Regions from separate parts of the Zea mays genome. Here regions 1 and 2 are each linked to region 3. A link is a contact called in public Hi-C data. All regions are on one chromosome and are shown on one strand. The core of a region is the stretch at or near the end of the contact, and the rest is flanking DNA. Distances in the headings are between cores, read along the strand shown.

Evidence for each region. Hi-C and Micro-C count contacts between places; a contact is called where the count stands out from the background.
Region 1: a contact with region 3 is called in a Hi-C map of tassel, with 3 times the contacts expected there. The contact joins the promoter of LOC103653829 here to the promoter of LOC100383723 in region 3. A contact is called at or near these places in 3 of 25 Hi-C or Micro-C datasets (bundle sheath, endosperm and tassel).
Region 2: a Hi-C map of ear shows a contact between it and region 3, with 2.4 times the contacts expected there. The contact joins the promoter of LOC100276558 here to the promoter of LOC100383723 in region 3. A contact is called at or near these places in 2 of 25 Hi-C or Micro-C datasets (ear and tassel).

What each region holds. Positions count from the first base shown.
Region 1 is chr4:151,335,339-151,340,015 of Zm-B73-REFERENCE-NAM-5.0, forward strand. LOC103653829 reads right to left here and starts at 2,711. Exons shown (of 2, transcript XM_008680635.3): 1 at 1,538-2,711; 2 at 386-1,436. The coding sequence starts at 2,485. The coding sequence ends at 546.
Region 2 is chr4:151,257,946-151,262,797 of Zm-B73-REFERENCE-NAM-5.0, forward strand. It overlaps LOC100276558, which reads right to left and starts at 2,558. Exons shown (of 6, transcript NM_001150318.2): 1 at 2,382-2,558; 2 at 2,096-2,255; 3 at 1,263-1,282; 4 at 778-1,121; 5 at 512-660. The coding sequence starts at 2,427. It also overlaps the pseudogene LOC118477077.
Region 3 is chr4:151,891,484-151,896,202 of Zm-B73-REFERENCE-NAM-5.0, forward strand. LOC100383723 reads left to right here and starts at 1,953. Exons shown (of 16, transcript NM_001321632.1): 1 at 1,953-2,733; 2 at 3,797-4,273; 3 at 4,719. The coding sequence starts at 2,455.

The DNA of each region.
Region 1 (4,677 bases), core at 1,461-3,960, 560 kb before region 3:
CGGTCTAGTGCGCAACAAATCACGATCTTAAGTCCTTTTTTGGTCTTTTTTCTTTCTCTTTGTTTGGTTGCCTTCTTGTGCATTTTTATGACTTTAGATAAACATATCTAGAGTTCATCCAACCAACCTAAGTGATAGTTCCATATATTTCTGATCATAGAACTTATTTCCTCATTCTAGCTCAAACTTTAGACCAAAAGACCAATTTTAATATCTAACCATTCCAACGCTCTTAGGTGCTCAATTAGGGCCATGTAGAAATTATGTTCCCTTCAAGAAAACGTTCAACGTCGAGGGCCGAGTGAACTCTCCAACATTGACATTACCGGATGGGGCTCCCTGTCTTCTCCGATCGCAACCAGAAGGAAACAGTAACGCTGTGAAGTTCTGGCTACAAGCGAACCAACGCATGCATGAAATGGCGCGCAAAATGTCACACCATGAATCACATCCGAACAAAGTATGGCTAACAAAGAAACACAAACACATACACGGAGCAGAGCAGCAATCCATCTTGCCTCTGGCTACAATTTCTACTACCCACACTACGAGTTCGCCGAGACGACTCGGACACCAGACCGTCCGCTCGCCACGCTGCCGCTGGCACGATGAGCGCTGCTGCGCCCACGGTACTGGCCGTTAGCATTTCCAGAGCCGGCGCGGGACCGGCCACTGAGCTCGGGCTGGCACTGCCTCTGCTTGCTCAGTTGGTGCCTGTTCATCGGGCTGCAGCGGCCGCCGTGACTGCCGGACTGCTCGACAACCTCGTCGCCGGTGCTCCACGTCCGGTCCGTGGACTCGGCCGAGGTGGGCTCCCAGGAGGGCGTCCACGGGTGGCCGGAGACGCTGTTGCTCCCGGCCGACTCCTGGGGCTCGGTTTCCGCGTGGGCGTCCCGCGCCGGCAGCAGGTGCTTCCGCGCGGCGGCGCTCGGCTCGACGAAGCCGTCGCTGCCGCTGCCTACCGGCGCGTTGACGGAGCCTTTGTCATCGGCGGAGTGGCCAGGCTCGTGCTCGTAGGCGCGGTTCTCCGACGACGAGGAGTTGAGGTCCGCCACGGCCTCGACGATGGAGCAGGCCTTGGCGACGCACGCCGGGAGCGAGATGGACGGCGTCGCCGGCGTGGCGGAGGTGGACTGCTGATGGTAGTTGTGGATGTCTTCGAGCAGCTGTGTGGCGTACGAGCCGGGGTTTTGGTCGAAGTCGCGCGAAGCCCGCCGCGATCGGCAGCCTGGCTGCGCCGCACCGGGCATTTGGGTCAGGCTCTCGGCCACGACGCTCAGCGTGGGCGTCGTGGTCGTCTTCGACGACGTCTTGGACGAGTGCGCTCTCGTCTCTGACGCTTCTGTGATCTCCAGCTTTTCTTTCACCGCCGTCGGCTCCTTCCCACGCCCCGTAGCCTTCCTGGGCGTCGCGGCGACGGCAGTCTCAGCAGATTTCTGAAGTCGGAGCAGAAGTTTGAGCCTCGCGAGTGGTACGGTAGAACTTGCACTAACCGGAGCAAAATTCAATTCGAGTTTTGTCTGGCTGATTTTTTTACCTTGTGCGGCCTGGCACCGTGGTTGCTGCTGTTACGGAGAGCGTTGTCGTCGAGCTCGGCCATGGGGCAGCGCCTGTACGGGGACTGCTCGTTCTTCCTGGACGAGCTCCGGCTGAGCACCGGCGCCGGCCCCGCCGCCGGTCCGCAAGCTCCAGCATTCTCGTTCCCCGTCCCCGCTGCCATCCTCGCGGGAGAGCTCGACCTCGGAGACGCGCACCGCTTCCCAGACGCGGCCACGGGCGACGGCGCGCGCCCCTTCTCCCTGGCGGGCACGGACACCATCTTCCCCGGCTGCTGCCTGGCGCGGTCCCCGCCGCCGGATCCCGCAGAGGTAGCAGCGCCATCAGCGCGTCTCCCGGGCGACCGGCTGGCCCTCCGGCTCCCGGCGCCGGCGCCGCTCCTCTCCCGGCTTCCCGACCGCTTGCGCTGCGGCGAGCCTCGGTGCGGCGACGGCCTGCTGCTGGACACGGGCGCCGCGCGCCCCTGCCTCTCCCAGTCGCACTCCTCGTCCGCGCCGCCGTCCTGGTCGAAGTCGTAGCTGCGCTTGGACCCCGAGCGCCTCCTGCGGTGCCCGCCGCCGCACGCTGCCGTGTCGCCGGTCGACGCCGCCCTTCCGGCCCCGGACGAGCTCCGGCTGAGCCGGCCGCACTGGATGAGGATCGCGTCCACCTCCTCCTTGGTGCAGCTGGACGTGCGCACCGGCGCCGACGGCACCAGCACTACCGGCAGCTGCTTCTCGGCCGCCGGCCCTTGCGATCCCGACCGCCTCCTCTTCTCCTCCCCGGGCACCGCGGCGTCCTTGGCGGACACCGCAGCCTTGTTCGCCGCCGCCGCCGCCGCTCTCTTGGGCTGCTGCGCCGGACTCTTCTTGGCCTTGTCGTCGGAGACCGCGGCGGCGACCTTTCCCGGCTTGGCCGGTGGCTTCTTCTTGCTGAAGCAGAGGCCCATGGTGGGTTCTGGTGGCAGGAGGAGCTACGGTACGGACTGCGACTCTGCGACTGGGAGTGGAGTGGAGTGAAGGAAAGAGTCCGTTGGACTGTGACTTGGTGCGCTGGTGACTTGGGTGGTATATAAGCACGCGTGGGGAGGTGCGCTTAGGCGAAATAATTTTTGTGTCAGCGTGCGTCGTGCTCTGTGTTAGTTAGTGCTCCGTAACCCGTACCGCGCGCCTGTGATGAGAGCAAACGCAAAGCGGATGCTGATGCGAGAGCGAGACGGGGATTTGAAATCCTCTCTTGTGCGGATCGGATGGATGACCTCGAGGCTCGTGCGCGCACGCACGAACGAACGTGGGGGACGTTGGCGGCTCACGGTGCTGCCGTGGACCGACGGGCGGGGACGGAAGGATGCATCGCCTCGGTCAGTGTGGTCTACGAGGAATACGTCCACAGGAGTTGGACCCGGGGGGCTCGGTGGGGTCGCTATCCGTTACAACATCGCGGGGCCTGGGCCTTGATTATTTCATCATCTCGTCTTAAAAAAAAAACGGGACCAGCACCAGCCGTCACCAGACACGCGTGTATTGCTAAGCTAGGTGATGAACTTTGGTCTGGTACTGTGCTCTGTTAATAATCGTCATTGTGACGGGTAACGCACGGTGAAAGCCAATCGCACGCGAGGGAGTTTGCGAGATCGGACGGAGGACAGTTTTGCTTTGCAGGCCCCAGGGCTGGTTACGCTACGCACGAGCCCACGAGCAGTGTTTCTGCAGTTGTGTCGACACTGCCTCTGTTTTGCGTTTCAATGCGTGCTGCCGATCCCTGAATGGTTCAAATGCAAGGCACGTTTGGTTTGAATCTGGGCCACCTCGAGCTGGTGCGTGCGCGAGCGGCGGAGCCTCGCCCAACAAACAACGGCCAACGCCCAACGGCTACGAGCGGTCAGGGCGGAGGGAGGGAGATGCCGATGCGACCGGACCGGATTCCTTTTGCCGTGCTGGACGCCCGCGACAGAGCGCTGACCGTTGCGTGCGGTCTCGCGTCCTTTTCACCGTCTCTAGTGCCTTTTGAACCCGAGCCGACCGTTGGAGGGGCGAAGCGTGCGTGCGTGGCACGCGGATCCTCCTCCTCGGCTTCTCGCCATCGGATTCGCGCGGCGCGCTCTCGGCTCTCCCGTTGTGCGGATTGGCAGGCAGCCAGGCAGCTCGGACGGATCGGCCCTACGTATACGTAGGGATGAAAACGGTCGGTAAACACTAAAATCATTACCGTTTTCATATTTTTTATCGGAAACAAAATCGAAAACGGTAACTCCGGAAACGGAAACGATATCGGTATTTCGGAAACATCGGAAACGAAAGTTCGGTGCGGAAAATACACCGGTAACGGTCGAAATCTAAAATATGATCGGTAAACATATCAAACTTCACAATAAAACAAAATTGACAAAACATCACAAATACCACAAGTTCACAATTCATGATATAACAAGTTCACAAGGATCACAAATTTATAATATAAAAAGTTTACAAAGATCAGAAGTTCACAATATAACAAGTTCACAGTATAACAAGTTCATAAAGATCACAAGTTAACATATTCAAAGTTCACAATTCACAATATCCACTCGATTTAGTTGACATGACATACTTACTCATGAAATATTTTTTCCTTACATAAAAGGTTTTTTCACAGCCTCACAGGAAAATCCTAAAATCTAGTGTGTGGAAAAGACAGACTGTCGGCTCTCTATCGTTATATATTACTAATACATAACATGTGCATAGAAAATGGTGGATTCGTTCGAGAGACCAAATCGTTAATCTCAACTGCCTTCCAACACCATCTAACCCAAAAAAATCTTAAAGCGTCCAAAAAATACAAAATAAGTAATCCTTATCCAGAGATGTACATGCGATGCGAAAAAAATCACATGCTGGAAAATTCCGAAAAAAATTCCGAAAAAATTCCGAGACACAATTCCGGAAATTTCCGAGACATAAATCCGGTAATTTCCGACAAAAACCGGTAACCGATGGAAACGGTCGGTAAAACACCACGCCGATTCCGATACCGATTCCGATAGAAAATTCCGAAAACCGATTCCGTTTTCGAAAAATACCATTACCGATGAATCCGATCGAAAAATTTCGAAATCGGTTTCCGGAATTCCGAAAAATTCCGAAACCGTTTTCATCCCTA
Region 2 (4,852 bases), core at 1,308-3,807, 630 kb before region 3:
CCTGGTCACCACCTGAATTCTGAGTAAAGCCAGCCAGAAACTAACCGGTTCAGTCTTTCTTGTAAAATCTACCAAGTCACAAGGTTCACTATGTTGCATAGAACTGTCCTCTCAAATATCAGAATTGAAGTGACTCCACAATGACTAGGAATAAATTGGTTGAACCAGTCATTGGCACAAATTGATGGAATTTAAGTTCTGTTTGGCAAAGCTATATTTCCAGGGAATCCAGGAACTACGTGTCAGTTGACCAGTTAGTTAATAGCAATTCTCTACCTAAGTCTAAGGGAAAATTCATCTTCCACAGCCTGAATTAACCAATTGTACACACTAAGTGGCAGAAGCAGTCCTCTTGCCAAGTCCAAGTAGTTGATCATAACAAAAGAACTAAACCATACAGGGCATAACAACTTTTAGCATACTATAAATCTTATCAATTAATTTCAACATGATGGTTCTAATGACACTGAAACAAAAGCATTTTGCACGTAAAAGCCCAATAGGGCAATACCTGGCATGTGTCTTTGCCTCATTCACCGTATCACTTCCACTTTGATCTGATGCGTTTGAATCATTTGCATTCAGATTTTTTTCGAAATTCTTCAAATCAAATTTGTTAGCTTCTATTTCTCTTTGCTGATTTCCAGGATCTGGTTTGTCCTGCACATGCACGATGATCTTAAGACATATGTCCATTTTTATTTTTATTTTTGCTAAGCACAAAAATAACCATCTCAAGAGAATATTTTGGCTTCATACAGTTAGGTCCTTCATTACCTCACTCTCTGTTTGGTCAGATAAAATTCCCTCATTCTCTGTTAGATCAGATAAAGCTGGGGCATCTGCAGTCTTACAGGTTTCTGAAGTGTCCATATCATGTCGAGCAGTCTTTCCACTGTCATCCTTAGGTCTTGAGTGCTCAGGAAAGTGAAACGTTCCTTGACACTGAGCCACCTTACCTTCATCTTTAGATAAGAAGTGCTCAAAAACTTCAGCTGTTCCTTGAGGTTGAGCCACTTCAGCATCATCCTTGGCCATGGAGTGCTCAGAAACTTCTAGTATTCCTTGACTTTCAACCACTCTAGCTTCATCCTTAGGCATGGGGTGTTCAGTGACTTCAACTGTTGTTTGAAGTGGAGCTGCCTTAGCATTACCCAGTGGTAATTTTGCATGATTATATTTCATTTCTTGAAGTAACTCACGCACTGCATAGTAACCACCTCCAATTTGCTGACAGATATTTTTTACAGTAGGAAACTTGCCTTCGTTTGAAGCCCTATAACTGCACTAAATAGAAACACAAGGTTTAAGAGTCACACGAATAACTAACTAACCAGGAAAAAACGCTAACCAGGAAAAAAAAACGTTTTTATAACTCCTAGACATAGTTACCAATCTTTATCAGAAACCTACAGATGTGAATGAGTTCTGCCACATTTCTAATTTCTAAATCTCAAATGTCAACCTTAATGCTGCTTCTGCTTAAAAAAAGCAGAAACCGAACCAAAAGGGTTCAGCTTTTCTGCAGCTACTTTGAAAAGACAACTTTTCTGTAGTACACATTTGAAAGTCGCTTGGACTCTGCTTTTACTGCTTATCCAAGTTCGCTATATTAATAAGCAGAGCAGATGTAGCAAATAGAAACTAAAATATGATTAAAAACAATTAAGTTATAATAAATAAGATAAAAAATATTTTTAATAAAAAGATGAAAAATGGAATTGTAAAATTGATTTATTTGTAAAACAATCATGAACACAAATGTGAAATAGGTTTTAATTAAATATATTGATTAAGAAATATAGTTAAACAAATTGCATATAAACAATATACATTTTGTTTACAGTGGAGAACTAACAACAGTTTGAACCAAACGAGTTTCAGCTTTATTTGCTCACAACAGTTTTTTCACAGCAGACAACTCACAGCTATGTTTTCATAGTTCACAGCCCAACCAAACGCACACTAAGTGTCTATTACTAAGCTCGAGAGCCAAACAGAAGTGCTAATAAGCCGAAAGCTACACAATTGCTACCTATGACCCAAAAAGATAAACTCTACAACCAGAAAATACAGTGAAAAAAAAGTAACCTACTTCTCAACAAATTCCACTATTCGAACCCTCCGCTCCTGCTTTGTAATCCTCTTCAGCCCCTTCGGTGGCGGCTCCTGCGCAGGCAGCGGCGCCGCATGCGCCTTCCCTCGGGAGGTCCGATAGCACGACCGTGGGGGCGCGATAGAGACACCCGCGATCACTGGAAAGAGGGAACATATTAGGCAAATAATATCACATCAATGTCTGCACCGCGGCCAAAACCCAGAGCTTGGATCGAACACGGGAGGCGCGGGGCGAAATAGGCTTGATTACTAGCTTTACTCACCTTTCCTGGAGGCCACGGAGTAGGAGAGGCGCGCGGATGCCTGCATCGCGGAGCGCAATGGCAAATTGCGGAGGGGAGGCGGGCGCCCTAGGGTTTCATGCCATGTCTGACTGGACGAGGCGAGCGAGGTTTTAGCTTGACTGAGAAGGCGAAGAAGGGAGACGGAACTGCCGGGCGGCGGCGGCTGGGTGTTGAGGCCGTGGCCCAACCAAGAATAAGGGCTCTGCATTCCCCCCAAAAACAAAGATTACCGAAGATGCACGGCCCATTGAGTTAAGCAGTCGACTTCGCCCGGGCCAGAGGTAGTCCTTTTCATACTAGAGCATCTCTAATTGAAAAACAACCGTCCAACCGAGCCCTATCAACTCACCCGATTTTGAGAAATTTGTGATTTTGCCACTCTCAATTTTGGTTGTCTGTTATTATGCTATCTCGTGTCTATAACTGGTAGGACCATCTATGTCTATAATTTATAGGTCCGATGACATACTGGCGAATACCGTAAATCATAGTAGCAAAATTGCCAATGTCTCCCCGATTTTCCCGCAAGCCAAAAATTTGTGCTCTAGTGCGAAAATTTGCCAACGTTTCTTCTCCCAATCCGTCGCCCGCTCGGCCACACGGAGCACCTCACCAGCTCCCTCCCTGGCCGGCGACCTGAGCGCCGCCCGCTCATAGGCGCATCCCGTTTGGGCTCTCCCGCGTCACCACCACAGGCGGGGCGACACGTCGTGTCAGCATCCCAAAGAAGTCGTGCGTCTGAGAAGCAGAAGCCAACGGCAGATGCTACTGATCTAGTGCTAGATCGCTGCAACAAAAGCCCAATGCTATATTCCTAGGAGAAGATTAGGTGGCATAATGGGTCGTGGGCTTTGTAATAGCTGATACTTAAACGTTGTGAACAGTGAACGGTGAGAATTATGCTGAGAAATATATCGACAACTATCTTCTCCCCGTATTCCATCCCCTTCTTTCTCCAAAACCATTCTTCTGCTGATTTCCCTCATTATCCAGATCCGGTGCTTGTGGGAGCCTAACAATTGGTATCGGAGACACCGATCTAGGGCTGGCGCACGCCTACTACACGCGCCGCGCGAAGGACTCCGGATCCATGGAGCTCAACCTGAAGATGGCGATCCAGGAATAGTCCAAGCTTCTCCGAGACATCTGTGACCGCCTATCTGCGTAGGACGCACGCTAGTCCACACTCGAGTCCACCGTCGCTCGGAACTCCACGTCCCTACAACATCTGGAGGCCAGTCTCGCCGTCACGAGCCCAGCGTCGATCCGCGCGGATCTCGACGCCCAAGTCGCCGCGACGACCGAGCGCATAGATGACATCGAGGTGGTGCCTCCAACGCGACTCGGGGCCCTAGCATCGGTTTCTGCAACCTTCGAGTCATGGCGGCCCTTCGTCGAGGCTTCGGTCGATGAGATCCACAACTATGTCGATCTACTCCGCGATGAGGTGAAAGGGAATTAGGCGTACACCTATTTCCTAATTGATTTTGGTGGTTGAATTGCCCAACACAAATTATTGGACTGACTAGTTTGCTCTAGATTATATGTTCTACAGGTGCCAAAGGTTCATCTACAACTATACTAAATCGACTGTCCGGAATACCGTAGATTATTCTGGACAGGAGAAGCTTTTTGGAAAAACAGGCCAAGCGCGGACCGTCCGGGCCCTTGCGGCGGACCGTCCGCGACACCAGGATAATCTTCGGACAGAACCAATGCAAAAATCCGAGTCTGCACTATGGACCGTCCGGAGGATAAGCGCGGACCGTCTGAGACCTCGCTCGGACCGTCCGGCCTCAGGCGCGGACCGTCCGGCCTTAGGCGCGGACCGTCCGGTAGGCAAGGATCCGAAAAACCCGAAGGTGACGGGTTCGGAAGAATGAATTATAGCGGCCTCGCGGACCGTCCGGGGTGCACGACCGGACCGTCCGCGACTGGGTCTGTCTGACATCTGACGATGCATTAAATGCAATATAGCCGTTGATATAGCCGTTACTGCTGACTGTTGCATTTTTCAGCCGTTGATCTACAGGGGCGGACCGTCCGGACCTGGCGGGCGGACCGTCCGCGCTCAGCAGAATGGAGTAACGGCTAGGAAGTGGTTGGTGGCTATAAATACAACCCCAACCACCTCCATTCACACAACCAAGCATTCCAACCTTCAACATTCAATACAAGAGCTAGCAATCCATTCCAAGACACATTCAAAGCCTCCATCTCTCCAAGTTTCACCATTGAGAAAAGAGATCATTAGTGATTAGTGACTTGGGAGAGAAAGTGATCTGTGTGTTATTTGTCGCTCTTGTCGCTTGGCCTTTTCAATCGTGCTTTCTTGATTCTTTCATTGCGATCAAACTTACTTGTAATTGAGGCAAGAGACACCAATCTTGTGGTGATCCTTGTAGGAACTTTGTGTTCCAAGTGATTGAGAAGAGAAAGCTCACTCGGTC
Region 3 (4,719 bases), core at 703-3,202:
GAGCGGAGACAATCAATAAAAAATCTTGAGATCTTTTTGGTGGATAATTTATGTGGGTATCGCTGTGAGCCATCGCAAAGTACGGGTAACCGACTAGTATATATATAATTGAGTATTTGACGTATAAAATTATTATGCTGTTTTAGAGTTTATAAGATGACAAATGTAAAATATAGCCAAAAGCACTTACTTATTATTTGATATCATTAAAAACATCTTCTAATATTTTGTGATACAAAATCAACGATTATATTATTAGATCAACCTCATCCAATAATTTCTTTTCGACACATAGAATCGCCAAACCATTTAACCTCTCTTGAGTTATTGTTGACCTTAAATAGTTCACAAAAATATTTTAATTTTAAAAAGCTTCCATCCACCGATGCAACCATCATGTGTATAGTAAATAATACTCTCTCTATATCAAAATAGAATTCGTTTTGCTTCTTCAGTGGATTCATCATCATCTAGTTGAATATAAACATAAAAATCAAGAGATAAAACAAATACTATTTTAGAACGGATGGAGTATTCGATAAGTAATTGAGACATTAGTTTAACAATCTAAACGAGACTGGTCGATAGCACATCGCTCTTTACGTATGTGTCTAGGATAGATAGATTTAACAAAAAAAAGTGCTAGCATCCCGTGGCTAGGGAGGAGGCCTCTGTTTTTGGGGGCCGGTGCGGCCACACCCTCTGTACCCCTCAGGTACGACCCTGTTAATGCAAATGGTCTTAGAAAATCTTTTATTATGTGATTAAAACATCTATTTTTTGGATAACCACTTAGCAAGAATTATGGAGAAAAAACGATCGATCTCTCTCATTCTCTAGTAACATTGCTTTGTAAAAAAGCGGTCAAACACCCTCCCGCCCACCACACGTTCCTAGAACTAAACTATTTTGCCATGGAGGAGGCGTAAATGAAAAATTAGAAGAAAAAATCTACAACTGTCAAGTTTTTCATACCGCCATTGTATAATTAAACTATTTCGAATTTCAAAGAGTATTTCAGATATACTTAATTATTTATTTTACTGATATATAAAATTTAGGTTCTAATTTATCTTATTTACTAAGATATAAAAAATTAGACTGTTTGTACCTTTTAACACAAAACGAATTAAAATTTAAATTTAATATATTAATGGAGTAAATAATAAATTTATAAAATATTATTTTTACAACTTCAATAATTTAATTACATGATTATTATAAAAGTGATTATAGTACAATTTTTATTAATACAAAATAAAAAATGTAAAAACACACATAAATTTATAATACTAACTATGTCCTAAAATATTTGTCACTCAGTTAATTTATTTTAAAATGCGATAAATAAAAAAAGCACGGCGACAGCAGTTGCCAGGCGATAATACAAACGGAGCAAGCTATCCGGCTAGGACTAGGCGTTTGGTACTTCGGTTCGGTTTCTCGGTTCTTCAAAAACTAGAACCGAAATAAAAAGATAAAGAAACCAGAACCGACTAGTTCGATTCTCGGTTCTTCGGTTTGGTTCCTCGGTTCTAACCGAACTGTACAATCACTCTAAAATTCTGAATAACGACAACTTTTATGAGAAATTTCAGCAACATCTTCCCACAAACAACCACAAGTGCACAATGACCATAATTTCATAGATAATACATGGATGATTAGAGGTTCAACATAAGTCGATAAAACAACATCCGAAGTTACAAACACATGTAACAAATTGAATCTAATACTTTTGGTTTTTCGGTTCTTTGGAGTGCAGAACCGAAAATATCTCATTTATTTTGGTTCTCAAAAGACCAGAACCGAATTTCATAACAGTTCCTTCGGTTCGATTAGTTCAGTTTCGGTTCTCGGTTATTTCGGTTCGGTTCCTCAGTTCCGGTTCTTTTTGCCCATGCCTATATCCGGCTATCCCTATCCGCCCACGCCCTCTCCCGTGCCTGCCGCAACCCCCATGCCCCATCCCCCTCCACCTGCCAAAATAAATCCATGCGCTCTCCAGCTCGGTGCTGCAATCCCATCAAAAGCTAGGGTTTCACGCCTCTCCCGACTTCACAGTTCACATTCCTCTCCTCCCCTTCCCACCTCCCCAACTCGGCCGCCGTAGACGCGGTGGCGCACGAACTGCCCTAGATTTGAGCGAGCCACCCTGCGAATCTTCACCTGACGCACAAAGTCTGTCAGAGACAGTGAAGAATTCGAACACGATCTTAAACATCGTTGATTAAGACCACACACAAACACATCTACCTGGCTTCCCCCCTATCAGTTGTTTTTGTGTGTTTTTTTTTGCTGTTTCGGACGATTCATAAGAACCGACCTGCAAGGCTTGCAGATCTACCTTGAGAACCAGGGCCCTTGTTTTGGACGTCCAGAACGAACCCTTGACCCTGCGGATCTGCTTGATCCGTTTTGGATCTGCTTGTTTTTTTGCTGGATCTGGAGAGAATGTTCAAGTCGATGGTTTATTACGTGAACACCTCAATCGGAGAGGTGGAGGTGTGGCCCAAGGGCGAGGCGAGCGCGGGCCTGACCATGGCGGCGTGGGCGCGAGAAATCCGCGTTGAACGCATTTCCCCGCCCAGCGAGCGGTGCCCTCCGCTGGCCGTCATGCACACCGTGGCCGTCGGCGCCCGATGCCTCGTCATGGAGTCCAGGCCGCCCGTTGTCGCCGACGTTGTGCCGCCTCTCGTCGTCATGCACACCGCTTGCCTCAGGGAGAACAAGGTATATACAGATTATTCCTGACATAAAAAGAGGTTCACATCCATCGTAAAAAAAGAGAGAATAATCAAAACACATGAAAGGACATACGAGATTTTACATGTCAGAAATTTTACATGATGGACGCTTTGATGGAAGGAATTTTTTAATTCTTATTACATGGACAAGCTTACCAGGACATAATTAGTTCTTACATAGGATTTGAATAATTCTGTAATTCTGTTAATCTTGCTTGAACGGTCACTGGACAAGGATTTTTGGCAGGATGTCAACGGTGGCTAAGAATGCACTGATATCTTTGAACTCATTCCTAACTCCACAATCAACCAAACTACAGAATTTTTAACTTCACTGAGGCTAGTTTGAAGGGCTTCAGAAACAGAGATTTAAGTTTCACAATTTGGATGTCTGAATGACATGTATTGGTGCTTTGGAACTGGGACACACATCTAATAGCTTGTGAAAATATGACATTTATGTGGTACTTGTGGACTTTGAATCACTGGATGTAGTGTTAGTTGAGATAACGTTGTACATCACACTAATATGATTTGAATTTTGATTCCTAATTTCTGATAATGAGCTGAACATTAAAACGTATAATATGGAATGCCTAGGTCTGTCACATGAAGTTGCTACCACTCAAGTGCTTCTCTATTAGGTTTGACTAAATATACAAACATGTGCAAATGTTTTTTTTCATGGCAATCCTGTAAGTCAAAGTCCCTTTGCTTTGGTATCGACATTTCCATATTCAATATTAAACTTTATCTGATTTTAGAATTCAGGATATGATGAAGTGATAGCCAATTCAGATTTTGCATTTTTTTGACCAAAGTTTTTTCCTTCAACTGGTTCTCCATGCCTTGATGTCCCATATCTTCTTAAATATCACCGAGAATTTAAGATCTGTAGCTCTGGCATCAAGTGTTAGAGCTAGAGATTTCAACATCCATCTTCACCTTCCACTTACTCTTTCATTTCCCTCATATTCTATTTGGAAACTACATTTATGGTTCTACACTGTATATATCACATTGAATGCTTTAATTCCTTGTGCTTTCAGACTGCGGTTGTTCCACTTGGAGATGAAGAGTTGCATTTAGTTGCGATGACATCCAGAAGAAACTTGACAAATCATGCATGTTTCTGGGGCTATAAATTGCCATTTGGTTTGTATAATTCTTGCTTGACCATGTTAAATCTTCGGTGCCTGGGTATTGTATTTGACCTTGATGAGACATTGATTGTCGCCAATACATCACGGTCTTTTGAGGACAGAATTGACGCACTTCAAAGAAAGCTGAGTAATGAGACTGATCCACAACGTAGGAATGGTATGCTATCAGAGATCAAGAGGTACCAGGATGATAAGTCCATCCTAAAGCAATATATAGAAGGTGATCAGGTCTATGATGATGGAAAAGTGTATAAAGCACAACCTGAGATTGTTCCACCATTGTCTGATAACCAGCAACCAATGACACGTCCAGTTATAAGATTACAAGATAAAAACATTATCCTGACAAGAATAAATCCTCTGGTATGTACTAAATTGCTTGAACTTGGTTTGGGCCTGTCCGTGTTAGCATTTCTTTACTGGCACACATATTTGTTATATGTTATAACTACACAGTACGCTGTTGCTTTATATTTGGATTTTCATAAGGTAAAGCAAAGCAAAAGCTCTTATATTCAAAACATTATCCTAAGGGAATGTCATTAAGTAGAAGTTCCTGAAGTCCTGGAGCAAAGCAAAAACTCTTAGATTCAAGGATGCCCAACAGCAATTATTCGAATTATTATTTTTTCTGTTAGACCAATGGATGAATGTATGAGCAAATATTCCATCCTTGTTTAGTAATAGCAATGATGGTTCAGGAATTTTGATTCTTTGTTGTTGCATGTAGTTTTCAACCTTGTTTGGATCTGATTTTGTTGCACAAAAATTGTCAATCAGCTATCTGATTTTGTTCTGCTTTCTGCAGA